2 separate regions of the Sus scrofa genome follow, and region 1 is linked to region 2. Evidence: chromatin contacts called from public Hi-C data. All regions are on one chromosome and are shown on one strand. The core of a region is the stretch at or near the end of the contact, and the rest is flanking DNA. Distances in the headings are between cores, read along the strand shown. Region 1 overlaps PSKH1 (serine/threonine-protein kinase H1). Region 2 holds the start of RANBP10 (ran-binding protein 10).

Region 1 (6,199 bases), core at 1,353-3,852, 100 kb before region 2:
GTGGTGTAGGTTGCAGACGTGGCTCGGATCCCGCGTTGCTGTGGCTCTGGCGTAGGCCGGTGGCTACAGCTCCGATTCAACCCCTAGCCTGGGAACCTCCATATGCCGCAGGAGCGGCCCAAGAAATAGCAACAACAACAACAACACAAAAAACAAAAAGACAAAAAAAAAAAAAAAAAAATGTGGGAGCAACAACAGCCCTGGCAGCTCCCAGAGGAACTCAAGGGCCTAGAAGCAGTAAGGCCCGTGAAAGGGCAGAGCTATCCAAGTGGAGAGAGACAATGGAAAGATCGGGAGAGGGAGGGGATGGATGGGGCTCTGGGAGCTGCTCAGAATACAACCCACAATACACCTCTTTGTTGGAGAGGCCTCAGCAGGGGGTGGGAAAGAGCAATGATGAAAAGAGGCTCTGATCCTGGGTTAACAAGATGCCACAGGTGGTCAGAGCAAGGCATTCTGGCAAAAATGGCTGAATACAATGTGGGGAGCATCTGTTTCTGCCACCACAGGAGGTAAGTGTGTAACCAGGGCAACAACAGCAGAGGGATGGCTAAAGGACAAGGCTCCAGGGAGCCAAGTGTAGCCCAGGGGTGGCAGATGAGGGAGCTGCTGCCCCTCTCCACTCAGGGCCAGCCTCCTGCCCCCACAAGATGAGAGCCACCCTTACCTTCCTCCAAGAGGTCTCTGACCAAAGGGTCCAGGAAGCGGCCAGTGCCCACACCCAGTGGACCAAACCATGCCATCTCCCAGGGTCCAGTCAGGGATATGAACTGAGGACATCTGCTCCCGCAGTAAGGAAAGGAGATGTATCTGTTGAACACCTACTGTGAACCAGGAGCTTTGGTGAGGTAGGGATGGCCCCTCCAGAGGAATCCCTCCTGGACAAGTAAGGGGGCCTCTGCTCACCCTACTGGGATCCTCGCAAAGATCCAGCGGCATCATCCCGCACTGGACACCCAGCAGCCACCAGCAACCAGGCAAGGAGGAAGGGCTCAGGTATACCTCACAGCAAAGAATTCTAAATCATTTGTGTTTTCTTGTGCTGTCAGCCATTGAGACTGCCATGGGAGGACCAGCCTCTGACTTGCTGCAGAGGACAGCAAGAGAAGAGTGGTGAGCTGAAGGTCTGCTACGGCCCCCAGTCACACCAGAGGTGGGAACATGAAGCAATTAAAGGAATCCAGCTGAATTCAAGCACAAGCCCAGAAATATGTCACCTGCCTCCTTGTATTTCGCTCTTCTGACTGCACACGTCCAGGTTCCAGCTCTCCCACATCTCCAGGCAGTCTCCCCATGGCTCTGGGGCAAGGTCCTATCCCTGCTCACCCAACAGCTCCTTGTCAGAGCATATGAACCAGGCTGCACAAGCAGCCCCCACAGGCAGTGGCCCCCTTCACCTGGAGAGCACCAGGACACACCACAGGCTATGCACCTCATGTTATCAACAGCATCCCAGGTCAGAATATAGCAAGTGTTAGAGTCACTTTAAGAAGGAGGAAAGAGGGAGTTCCCGTCGTGGCTCAGTGTTTAACGAATCTGACTAGGAACCATGAGGTTGTGGGTTCGATCCCTGGCCTTGCTCTGTGGGTTAAGGATCTGGCTTTGCCATGATCTGTGGTGTAGGTCACAGACGTGACTTGGATCTGGCATATCTGTGGGCTCTGGCGTAGGCCGGCAGCCATGGCTCCAATTAGACCCCTAGCCTGGGAACCTCCATATGCCTCAGCTCAGGTGCAGCCCTAGAAAAAGACCAAAAAAAAAAAAAAAAAAGAGGAAAGAGGAGTTCCCATCGTGGCACAGCAGAAACGAATCTGACTAGGAACATGAGGTTCTGGGTTTGATCCCTGGCCTCCATCAGAGGGTTAAGGATCCAGCATTGCCATAAGCTGTGGTGTAAGTCGCAGACGAGGCTCAGATCTGGTGTTGCTGTGGCTCTGGCGTAGGCTGGCAGCTGTAGCTCTGATTAGACCCCTAGCCTGGGAACCTCCATATTGCTGCGGGTTCGGCCCTAGGAAAAAAAAAAAGAAGGGGGAAAGAGCTGGGATGGAAATGGAAATGTCAGTTCTGGCTCTGGGCTCTCATCCTACTGCAGGGCTACCAGAAGTACCGGATGGTGTAGCTCACTGCCCCCTGGGCCCAAATAGAAGGATGGTCTGGCTGCAGCCCAGGAACTCACCCCTAAAAAGCAACTTGCCACCAATACAATTCCCTAGGAAGTGGCAGATTGGCCCTGCAGGTGGGCTTCCTCTCCCACCAAGATTCTGTCCTCTGCCAGGCAGCACTCACTCTCCTAAACAAGGTTTTGTAAGAACCTTTGCCCAAGCCCACGTGTTCCTAGTGCAGTCACCTGGGCCCACCCACAGCTCAGAGACTGTCCAAGCAGAGGAGGGTGACAATTAAAGGCTGCTAAATGCGGCAGACAGCAAAGCGGCTGATGACATCGCTCTGTCATCAACTCCATAAGAACCTCTTCATCCGTCCTGCCTCTAGGAATAGAACTCTTGACAAAAGCAATGACATTAGGCCCACAACGTCACATTTCATGTCAAATGAATCACAGAATCTCCAAGTTGGCGGGACCATAACAGTCTTCTAGTGCGGTCTACAGATGGTGACTCATCTTCTGTGTCACTCCCTTTAGAAGCAGCTGCTCCAGCCCTCCTAGGGCCTCCTATAACAGGAAGCTCCCTCTTTCAAGGTGACTCTTTCTTTGTAGCCTCAAGCTGCTCTCAAAATCACAAAGGCCTTCCTCACATCTGGCCAACATATATCTCCCTATCCCTTCCAATATGACCTCAGCTTGGCCCCCTCTACTCCCGCACCTCTGGGCACTGGGTAAAAACTCACATTCTCCTCTCAAAATCAACTGTCACAGCCTTCTCCTTCCCAGGATTCTCTCCTCTTTCAAGACTCCTACCTTTGCTTCTAAGCAGGTCTGGCCAACAGCCCCCTAAGTGCATCACGGGTAAGCTCTCCACTTCTTCCTGGAGTCTAGCCCTAGAAGAAAACACTCCCAGCCAGCAGGAGCATCCCACTGTGCCTGACAGCTAGTCATTTCTGGGTCCTTGCCTAGGGCATCACCAGCAACCACTAGTGCTTCCCTGGGAGAAGCAGGCGAAAGTATTGGGAGCATATATATTGATGTACATCTTGTCCTCAAGAACCTTACAGGCTGGGAAGAAGAGAGATGTCCACAGACAACAGCCTGGGAAAGCACCAAAACAAGGAAGGCTGAAGCATGTGTGTCAGAGAAGACTGTGGGCATGCAAAGGCCAAGAACTCTGAAGCCAAGATGCCTAGATTCAAATCCCAGGCTGCCACCTTCTGTGAAGTTACTTAACCTCACTAGCCTCAGTTTACTCATCTGTAAAATGAGGCGATTACATCCCTTGGTGAGATTACTACAGAGATTAGACATGTTGGGTGTAGGACCCTCAGACCTGTGTCTGGTACTCAGCAGACCACACAACGGGAGCGGTCAGTACTATTCTTAATGGAAGCAGTCTTTGAATTCGATGATTGAGAGCTGGTCAAATTTCTAAGGCTGACATTGGGAGAAGGAAAATCCTGAGCAAAAGCATAGTGTAGGGAGTGAAAGGAACAAACATCTTGGGCCCATGGTGTGTAGACAATGGGGTGGAGCACGGGGCCTGGGCTGAGGCTAGAGTATCTAGAGTGTCAGCATCGTGGGGCAGGTGCTGAAGGAGGCTCCACCTGTGTGCTTCCTTCAACTGCCGGGCCCCATGTGCAGACGTCAAGGCAGGACTCTACACACTCCCTGGGTCAGAGGGCAGCCTGGGGTACTCTCTCATTCTGCCTTATAAGCTGACGCTCCTACTGCACAGCTGCAGGAAGGTTCTGTCCCCCACTTCTACTCTTCCTAAACTATGGCTCACATGTACCATGTGGAGCCCACTCTCTGGAATCCCAGATCTGCTCCAAATATCCCCAGGACACCAGGCTCCCCCATCACAAATGAGGACCACTCCAAAAGCCTCCAGTCGGTCTTCCTCCTGCTGGTCTCCCACAACACTTCCTGCTATACTTGCCCTTCACCATCAAGAACCCAGAGGGCTCCCTGTCACCTAACACACTGAATCCCCAAATAATCCCTGGCACTAACTACAGAGCTTCCAGCAACAAACACCAGGCCTGGCCAAGCCTTGTCAATCTCTGCTCTATTACTCCCAATCTCCTGTTGACTCTGGAGCACAGTCAGCAATGTGCCCTTCTCTGAGTTTCTCTCCTCTCAAGGCCCACTTCCTGCAGGAAGCCTTCTATTCAAGTCCACAGAAACCACTGAGCCTGACAGAGGGTTGCATGGGCAGAGCCCTTGGGGAACAAGCACACTGGCTAGGGCCTGGTGTACAAGAGAGACCACTATAAAGGGGCAGGGTGCCTATTAGAAAGGCATCGAGAGCTACAGCACTTAGTAGTTACTGTCAGGTGAGGAGCCTATACCTACAAGCCTTGCTGAGCTCAAAGTGGGGGATCCTTCATTTGCACAAGAAGCCCCCTCAAAATGGCATGCTTTCTTAGACAGGTTTTCTGGAACAGCTTTGCTCATTCCCCCAACCTACCCCACCCGGTCTTTTTAGGGCCGCACCTACTGCACATGGAAGTTCCCAGGCTAGGCTTTAAATTGGAGCTACAGCCGCCAGCCTAGGCCACAGCCACAGCAATGGGATCTGAACCTCGTTTGTGACCTACACCACAGCCTACAGCAACGCCAGATCCTTTAACCCACTGAGCGAGGCCAGTGATCAAACCTTGGTCCTCATGGATACTAGTCAGCATCGCTACCACTGAGCCATGACAGGAACTCCACTAGTCATGTTCTTAACCTGCTGAGCCACAATGGGAATTCCAGGGCCCTGCTCACTTAGATGGCCTTCATAAGAGCAAATGACTGTCACATGGCAGCAGACAGTTGGCTGGGTAAGGATAGGGGCAGGGCCCAGCCCTAAGAAGGGGGGCCAGTCCAGCCACCTAACCGGAGCCCCATGGCCCATGTTCGGACCGCCCAGGCCTGAGGCAGCATGTGCCTGCCAACCAACGAGGATTCATTCTGTGGCCATTTCCTATTCCCAGTCCTTTCTCCCAACAACCTCAAGCTTCATGGGGATAGGGAACAGGCCTTCACGTCTTCATCTTCGCCAGTGCACTTACTGGTAGGCAATGACCAGCAGAACATAGGCAGGTGCCTGGTCTCCAGCTCAGAGAGCCTGATCTAATGATGAGGCCTCCTCATCCAGGAAAACACCCCAAACAAATTCCTCCCAATCCAGAGCTCTCTGCAGATGATGGCAGAATCTGCTCTTGGGATCAGCTGAGCTCCTGATAACGGACAGATGCCTTCAGTGCCGGCCAGGGACTTGACTTGGACAAGGAACTGATGCTCTCAGCTTCCAATGAAGGGTAATGGGGGCCAAAAGCTACAAAGTGCCCTACTGTGCAGCAGAAACTGGCACAACATTGTAAATCAACTATATTTTTTTATTATTATTATTATTATTATTGTCTTTTGTCCTTTTAGGGCCGCACTCGCGGCATATGGAGGTTCCCAGGCTAGGGGTCTAATCGGAGCTGTAGCCGCCGGCCTACACCAGAGCCACAGCAATGCCAGATCTGAACGGCATCTGCGAACTACACCACAGCTCACAGCAATGCCAGATCCTTAACCCACTGAGTGAGGCCAAGGATCGAACCTGCAACCTCATGGTTCCTAGTCAGATTTGTATCCACTGCGCCATGATAGGAACTCCTCAACTATATTTTAATTAAAAAAAAAAAAAAAAAAAAAAAAAACAAAAACGGAGTTCCCGTCGTGGTGCAGTGGTTAACGAATCCGACTAGGAACCATGAGGCTGCGGGTTCGGTCCCTGCCCTTGCTCAGTGAGTTAACGATCCGGCGTTGCCATGAGCTGTGGTGTAGGTTGCAGACGTGGCTCGGATCCTGCGTTGCTGTGGCTCTGGCGTAGGCCGGTGGCTACAGCTCCGATTGGACCCCTAGCCTGGGAACCGCCATATGCCGTGGGAGCGGCTCAAGAAATAGCAAAAAAAAAAAAAAAAGACAAAAAAAAAAAACCAACCAACAACAACAACAAAAAAAACCGTGGCACAGTGGGTTAATGAGTTGGCTTGTCACTGTGGAGGCACCAGTTGGATCCCCCCACCCATTGAAGTGGGTTAAGGTTCC
Region 2 (5,914 bases), core at 682-3,181:
TACACTCATTAAACACCGAAGGCTTAATATGTGCAAGATCTGTCATGAGAGCTTCATACACGCTGCCTAAATTTTCCTGAAAATGTAAGGTGGGCTGTATCATTCCCATATTTGAGATATGGAAACAGAGGCCCAGAACTTAAGGGCCTTCTCTAGAGCTAGAAAGGTATTTGCCCTGTTTTTTGCTTTTTAGGGCTGCACTTGCGGCATATGGAGGTTCCCAGGCTAGGGGTCTAATTGGAGCTATAGCTGCTGGCCTACACAACAGCCACAGCAACACCAGATCCGAGCCACATCTATGACCGATACCACAGCTCACCAAAAAGCTGGATCCTTAACCACTGAGCAAGGCCAGGGATTGATCCTGCCACCTCGTGGTTCCTAGTTGGATTTCTTTCCACTGAGCCACGATGGGAACTCCAAAATTTTTTGTTTTAAATATATGCTTTGTGACTTTCCTGGCTAACGGAGCTTGTTATCTTATTTTCAGTGTCCAGAGGCTGCACCCTGAATACAGGCAGGAGCTAGCAGGAGGCCTCGGGATGTTTCTAGGCTGCTTAGTGATGCTTCTTTGTCATAAACCAGTGGGTGCAGAGGCTGTTAACCTTGTGGCTAAGCGCTCAGTTTCAGGAATCACACATGCCTGGCTGGGTTTGAATCCTAGCTCAGTCATTTATAAACAGGTGTAAAACTCATGATCTCTCTAGACTTCTATTTCTCTATTTGTAAAATGGTGATATTACTAATTCATAGAGTTGTTGTGAGGGTTAATTGTGCTATGTAAAGAGCATGGCACAATTCCGGCTGTGGCTCAGCGCATTAAGAACCGGACAGAAGATACGTGAGGATGCGGGTTCCATCCCTGGCCTTGTTCAGTGGGTTAAGGATCTTGTGTTGTCCTGACCTGAGGTGCAGGTCCCAGACGTGGCTCGGATCTAGTGTTGCTGTGGCTGTGATATAGGCCGGCAGCTGCAGCTCCCATTCGACCCCTAGCTTGGTTATTTCCATACGCCGCTGGTGCGGCCCTAAAAAGATAAAAAAACACAAACAAACAAACAAACAAAAAAACTTGGCACGCTCAATACAAACAAGATGGCTGTTACTAATGATAAAGTATGCCTGCCCTTTTACAAGAATGTAACGGCCTCCCTGAGCTGAGGAGTCATCTGAGATTCTGTTTCTTCATCACCTATCCTGTGCGGTTGGAGCCCCAGACCAACGGAGAGAGGTCCGAATCAGGTACCATTTATTTCTTTTTCTGGAAGTAGTAAAGCCCTCTTCTCCGCCCTCAGCCCTGCCAGCGCTTACCTCGACGTGGTCGCCAAGCTGGGGCACTGCGGTTTGGAGGAGGCCATGACCCTAGGGCAGCCGTGCAGCCAGCACTCGCGAACTGGAAAGCCGTGCTAGTGTACAGCTCGTCGCCATGGCGACCAGTTCCCAGCAGCCCAGCGGCGGGGGCGGGGTCAAGGTTGTGTCTTGCCCCCAGCCCAGAGCCCGCGGGCTAGGAGGAAGGCCAAGTAGCCAAGATGGGGTCAGACTTGGGAATAGGGTCTTCTCAGAGTCTGTCACTACAGCAGATATGACTCTAGCGACCAGAATTGAGGCAGGAGGATAAACAGAGGCCATGGGTGAGGGAGGCGAAGTGAGAGGCCAGAATCGCGTTGCCAGCGGGAACTGTAGTTTTTGGTGTCCTAATAGCTTGGCTAAGCAGGCTTATGACTGAGTCGGTTTGTACTACATCTCCCAAAGTTCTTTACCAGCCCGAGCTAGCCTCCCTATGGAGAGCTCTGCATTCTGGGAAATGAAGTCCGAAATATGGCAGGGCGTGGCAGTATGCAAAGAGAGGTACCTAACTCGGACTCGATTTCCCTGCGGCCCGGGTTTGCTCTCCGGCCATTGGCTGAGCGGGGCGGATCTAGTCCTGTTCTTCCCCGCCCCCAGTGACACAATAGCAGCTCCCTCCAAGATGGCGGCGGCGACGGCGGATCCGGGAGCTGGGAGCCCGCAGGTTGGAGACTCCTCCGGCGGGGGCGCTGGGGGCGGGCTGCCGTCTCCGGGGGAGCAGGAACTGAGCCGGCGCCTGCAGCGCCTGTATCCCGCGGTCAACCAGCATGAGACGCCGCTGCCGCGCTCCTGGAGCCCCAAGGACAAGTACAACTATATCGGCCTCTCCCAGGGCAACCTCCGCGTCCACTACAAAGGTATCGGCCTGTTTGGCCGCGGGGGGTAAAAGGCCAGAGCGTCAGCAGGGTGGCTGTGCTGTCCAGCCCCTGCTTCATCACTTCCTTTCCCCAAGCTCCGGATTAGGCCTTAGCTCCTGTTGGGTGTTTGGGTGGTGGGCTGACCAGACCGAGGATTGGCTGCTTAGCCTACTCTGCCGTGAGACTTCGGATGTCAGGAGAACCTCAACAGGTGTCCAAACCCAGTGCTGGGTTGGACATTGCACCCAAGGCCTTCTTGCCTGTCCTGTGGTAGTTGGAACTCTCCCTGGGCCCTTCACCACTGCTTAGCTTTAAACGTCTCTGTAGACATTAGTGGTCTCATCCTCTCTATTAGCCAGAGGTGCATGAGCTTGCTTACCTGCTGGACATCTCAGACACTGCCTACGGTTCTGTGCTAAAGTTGTGGGGCCATCTTCCAGGGCTGCCTCTTCCTCCCTTAGTCTCCTAAGTGGGCTGCTTGGCTGCTTGTATTCTGGAGAGTCTGGCAGCAGCACGAGGGAATCTCTCACTTGTCACCCACCTTGCATATGCCTCCTGTGGTTTGTATGGAGACAGTGTCTCAGACAGTGCTACTGTTCTGAGGATGAGGTGGGAGGTTTGTGTGTTTGCTCAGTTGTTGTCTAATTACACCTTGGACCAGGAAAGGGCTTCCTCTGGCTATGAGGGGTGAAGTTGCTGTGGAGCAGAGAAGAATGAGTCTTCCATTTGCATTTCCTTTTGCTGAAATTTCTTTGTCCTCTCTTACTAGGTCATGGCAAAAATCACAAAGATGCAGCCTCAGTGCGCGCCACCCACCCCATACCTGCTGCCTGTGGCATTTATTACTTTGAGGTGAAGATTGTCAGCAAAGGAAGAGATGGGTAAGCCCAATACTGAGCTGTTCCTTTTGGTCAAAGTTTGAGGTCTCCTGATTGACCCTTGTGACTTGTGTGAGCTGCTGAGCTGTATGGGTCTGGGCTGCAGAGGGGATTAATAGTGGCTGCCTCTGTTACCTGGCTGTAGGCATGGCCTGGTCTAAGCAGCAGCCTTTGATGGCAGTTAGGAACCTGGTGTAGAGGAGGGGCTTCTCTTTAGTGATGACGAAATGAGGTACCTCATAGGTGAGGGAACCAAGTTTACATTAACAATTCAGTGTCCAGAATGGAGTTTCCCCATTATTGTGGGGTGTTTGTGACTTCCCTCCTTTCACACTCTTGCTGCATTCAAGGTTCCTTTTTATGGTTATTAGTCATGTAGAGGCCCCTTTAGACTTCAAAGGAGTAGTAAAGTCTTTGCAGCATTCATCAAAGCTGCGGCAGCCACTGGCCTGTCATCTTAGGGTAAACAGCATGCACATGGTCAAAATCAGGTGACCTTGCTACTCATAAACTTGTTTTTCAGTCTCGGGACTTGAACACCAGTTGGACCAGCTTTAGGAAGGTCCATATTAAAGTCAGCATTAGGGAAGCTCCCTATTTTAGGGTGATCTAAGCAGACACAGGACATCACAGGGGAGATTTGTCATTTTTCTTCCTTTTTTCCTAGTCTCTCTGTTTTTTTCCTGGTAATTGTTGTAAAACAGGTGTTTAAGTTGTGAAATAACATGATTTCACCTGCCTTGGGAAAGCTTTCCTCATCAGATCTTAGGTCTGGTGTGGGGAGTTTGCTAACCCCACCAGTGACCTTCATGCCAACCCCAAATGTGTGTTCCTGAGTGTTCAGAATACTTTCTTTCTCCTTGGGACTGTCCCCCTTGTGGTGCATGCAAAATGCCCAGCCAGGGGGCGATGCTGGGGGCAGGACTGCTGCAGTTGGAGCTTTGCCTGCTTTCTCAGTGAAGCCTTAACATCCCTGCCTGGGAGAGTTGTGTGGTTGTGGGTAGGTCATGGGGCTTAGATCTCTTTGTCTGTACTGTGGGGGGCTAGGCTAGCGCTAAACTGCCTTCAGTTCCAGAATTCTATGATTCTGAAATTGTAAGGATGGCAAGCTATTGTGTCTTTTACTTTTATTCCTGTTTATTGCAGGAAGCTTGTATAATTAAAGGGCTTTAAAGCTTGTATTTTTCCATTTCCACCATCTGATGAAAGTGCATTATTTTTCTTTCCTTTTAGGGCTGCACCTGCGGCATATGGAGGTTCCCAGGCTAGGGTCTGAATCAGAACTGTGGCTGCTAGCCTATACCACAGCCACAGCAACGCCAGATCTGAGCCGAGTCTGCAACGTACACCACAGCTCACAGCAATTCCAGATCCTTAACCCATTGAGCAAGGCCAGGGCTCGAACCAGTGGACTAGCATTGAACCATGAGAACTGGCATCCTCATGGATGCTACTTTGATTCATTTCCACTGAGCCATGACAGGAACTCCCCAGAGTGCATATATTTAATGTGCTTAAACTAGTGTGAATGAGAATGGCCTCTTAAACACTGCAAAGATACAGACTGAAATGTTGGTGCTATGGTTTTATACTACCAAAGAAACCGAGGGGGGTTTCTTAAACTTGTAGGGAGGCAAATAGATTATCTTCTTTAGAGTCCTTAATTATAGATAACAGCTGAGCTAGTGAAAGAGGAGAGCAGTTTTTCAGAAGTGTTTACTTGTAGAGATGTGGGTTCCTTCACCTGGTTTTTTTAACATTTTAGTTGTGAAGGTCTTGTCAGATTACCTTACTCAGGTTTTGGCTGCCAATCTAGAGAAAGCTGAGCATCTCCCAACTTTCCTAGCATATTTACATGTTGTAAATATTGCTGTTAAGTTGACTTGGAAGCCTCAGTTTTAGAAAGGTCCCAGGTCATGGATGCCTGTGGTAGCCTGCTTCAGTTTACCACTGTCAGAAGGGAAGTGTATGAATATCCATGTATGTGCTTATGGCCCTGAAAGCCTTTTCATGGCTAAGATGTAGCTAGATGGGCCAGGTGTGGTTTTCAGGAGGCGAAGGGCGGTTCCAGGGAAGACAGTAATCAGCTTGTTTCCTGTTTCCTGTGAATGTTGGAGGTGAGTTTCTGACTTGGGTTTGGTCCATGACCCAGGTGTTAACTGGTTGTGTAGCTCTCCTGTATTACCTAGTTTGATCCTCACCAGTTTGCTGGAAAGTGGCTGGAGCAGATGATGGTGCACCTGTTTTGTGGCTAAGCCCTGAGCCCCTGGCATGTTTGGTGACCTTCCCTGGCTGCAGGGCTTAGGGTGTGCAGTGGAGTAGCCTCACCTATCAGTTGCTCTCACCTCATCTCAGACACTTATGTCCATGTTGCTGCTGCTGCCTTTCCCCATCACATTCCTTCCCTGGGTAGAGTGAAGGAATGTCCAGTTAGATTCTTAGGAGATCACACTGTTCTTAGGGGACAGAGCTGAAAGATGCTGAGTGGGGCCAGAGAAGTGTTTCGTGCTATGGACTGGGCTTGATTGACTTTACCATCCCATTGAATCTATAAACTTGTTTTTCTGTAGATATGAGTACAGGCCTCCTTTGTAAAAGGTGTTTATTAACCTAGTTGTCAGTGTCATTGTTTTCCAGAAAGGCCTTTGTTCTGAGCTGTCTTTCATAGAACACACTAAGCTTGTCTAATTAGAAAGATTTCATTTCAAGGGTTATATTGATTCATACTACTATGTGCTAGGCCCATGTTAGGTGCGGGGAGAACAGAGGTAAAGCCTACACAGGCCAGCCTTGTTCTTAGCCTCTGGCCTACTTAGTAAAGAGTGGACTGAAAGG

The links. A called contact is a pair of places that touch in the nucleus more often than the background predicts.
Region 1: a Hi-C map of embryonic fibroblasts shows a contact between it and region 2, with 4 times the contacts expected there. The contact joins the enhancer-like site here to the promoter of RANBP10 in region 2. A contact is called at or near these places in 1 of 5 promoter capture datasets (fetal liver), 3 of 47 Hi-C or Micro-C datasets (embryonic fibroblasts, skeletal muscle and subcutaneous adipose tissue) and 2 of 2 datasets of contacts at active chromatin or transcription factors (alveolar macrophages and skeletal muscle).

What each region holds. Positions count from the first base shown.
Region 1 is chr6:28,525,349-28,531,547 of Sscrofa11.1, reverse strand. All of the region lies in intron 2 of PSKH1 (serine/threonine-protein kinase H1), which reads right to left. Among named protein-coding and RNA genes, the nearest start is that of CTRL, 14 kb to the left of the region's middle. Within about 2 kb of position 2,602, at least 13 of the 83 cell types and tissues checked have an H3K27ac peak or open chromatin away from gene starts, as enhancers often do. A contact at or near this core is called in alveolar macrophages and embryonic fibroblasts, where this site is marked.
Region 2 is chr6:28,424,400-28,430,313 of Sscrofa11.1, reverse strand. RANBP10 (ran-binding protein 10) reads left to right here and starts at 1,931. Exons shown (of 14, transcript XM_003355780.5): 1 at 1,931-2,201; 2 at 2,971-3,082. The coding sequence starts at 1,967. It overlaps TSNAXIP1 (translin-associated factor X-interacting protein 1), which reads right to left and starts at 1,783. Exons shown (of 16, transcript XM_021094108.1): 1 at 1,309-1,783. The coding sequence starts at 1,355.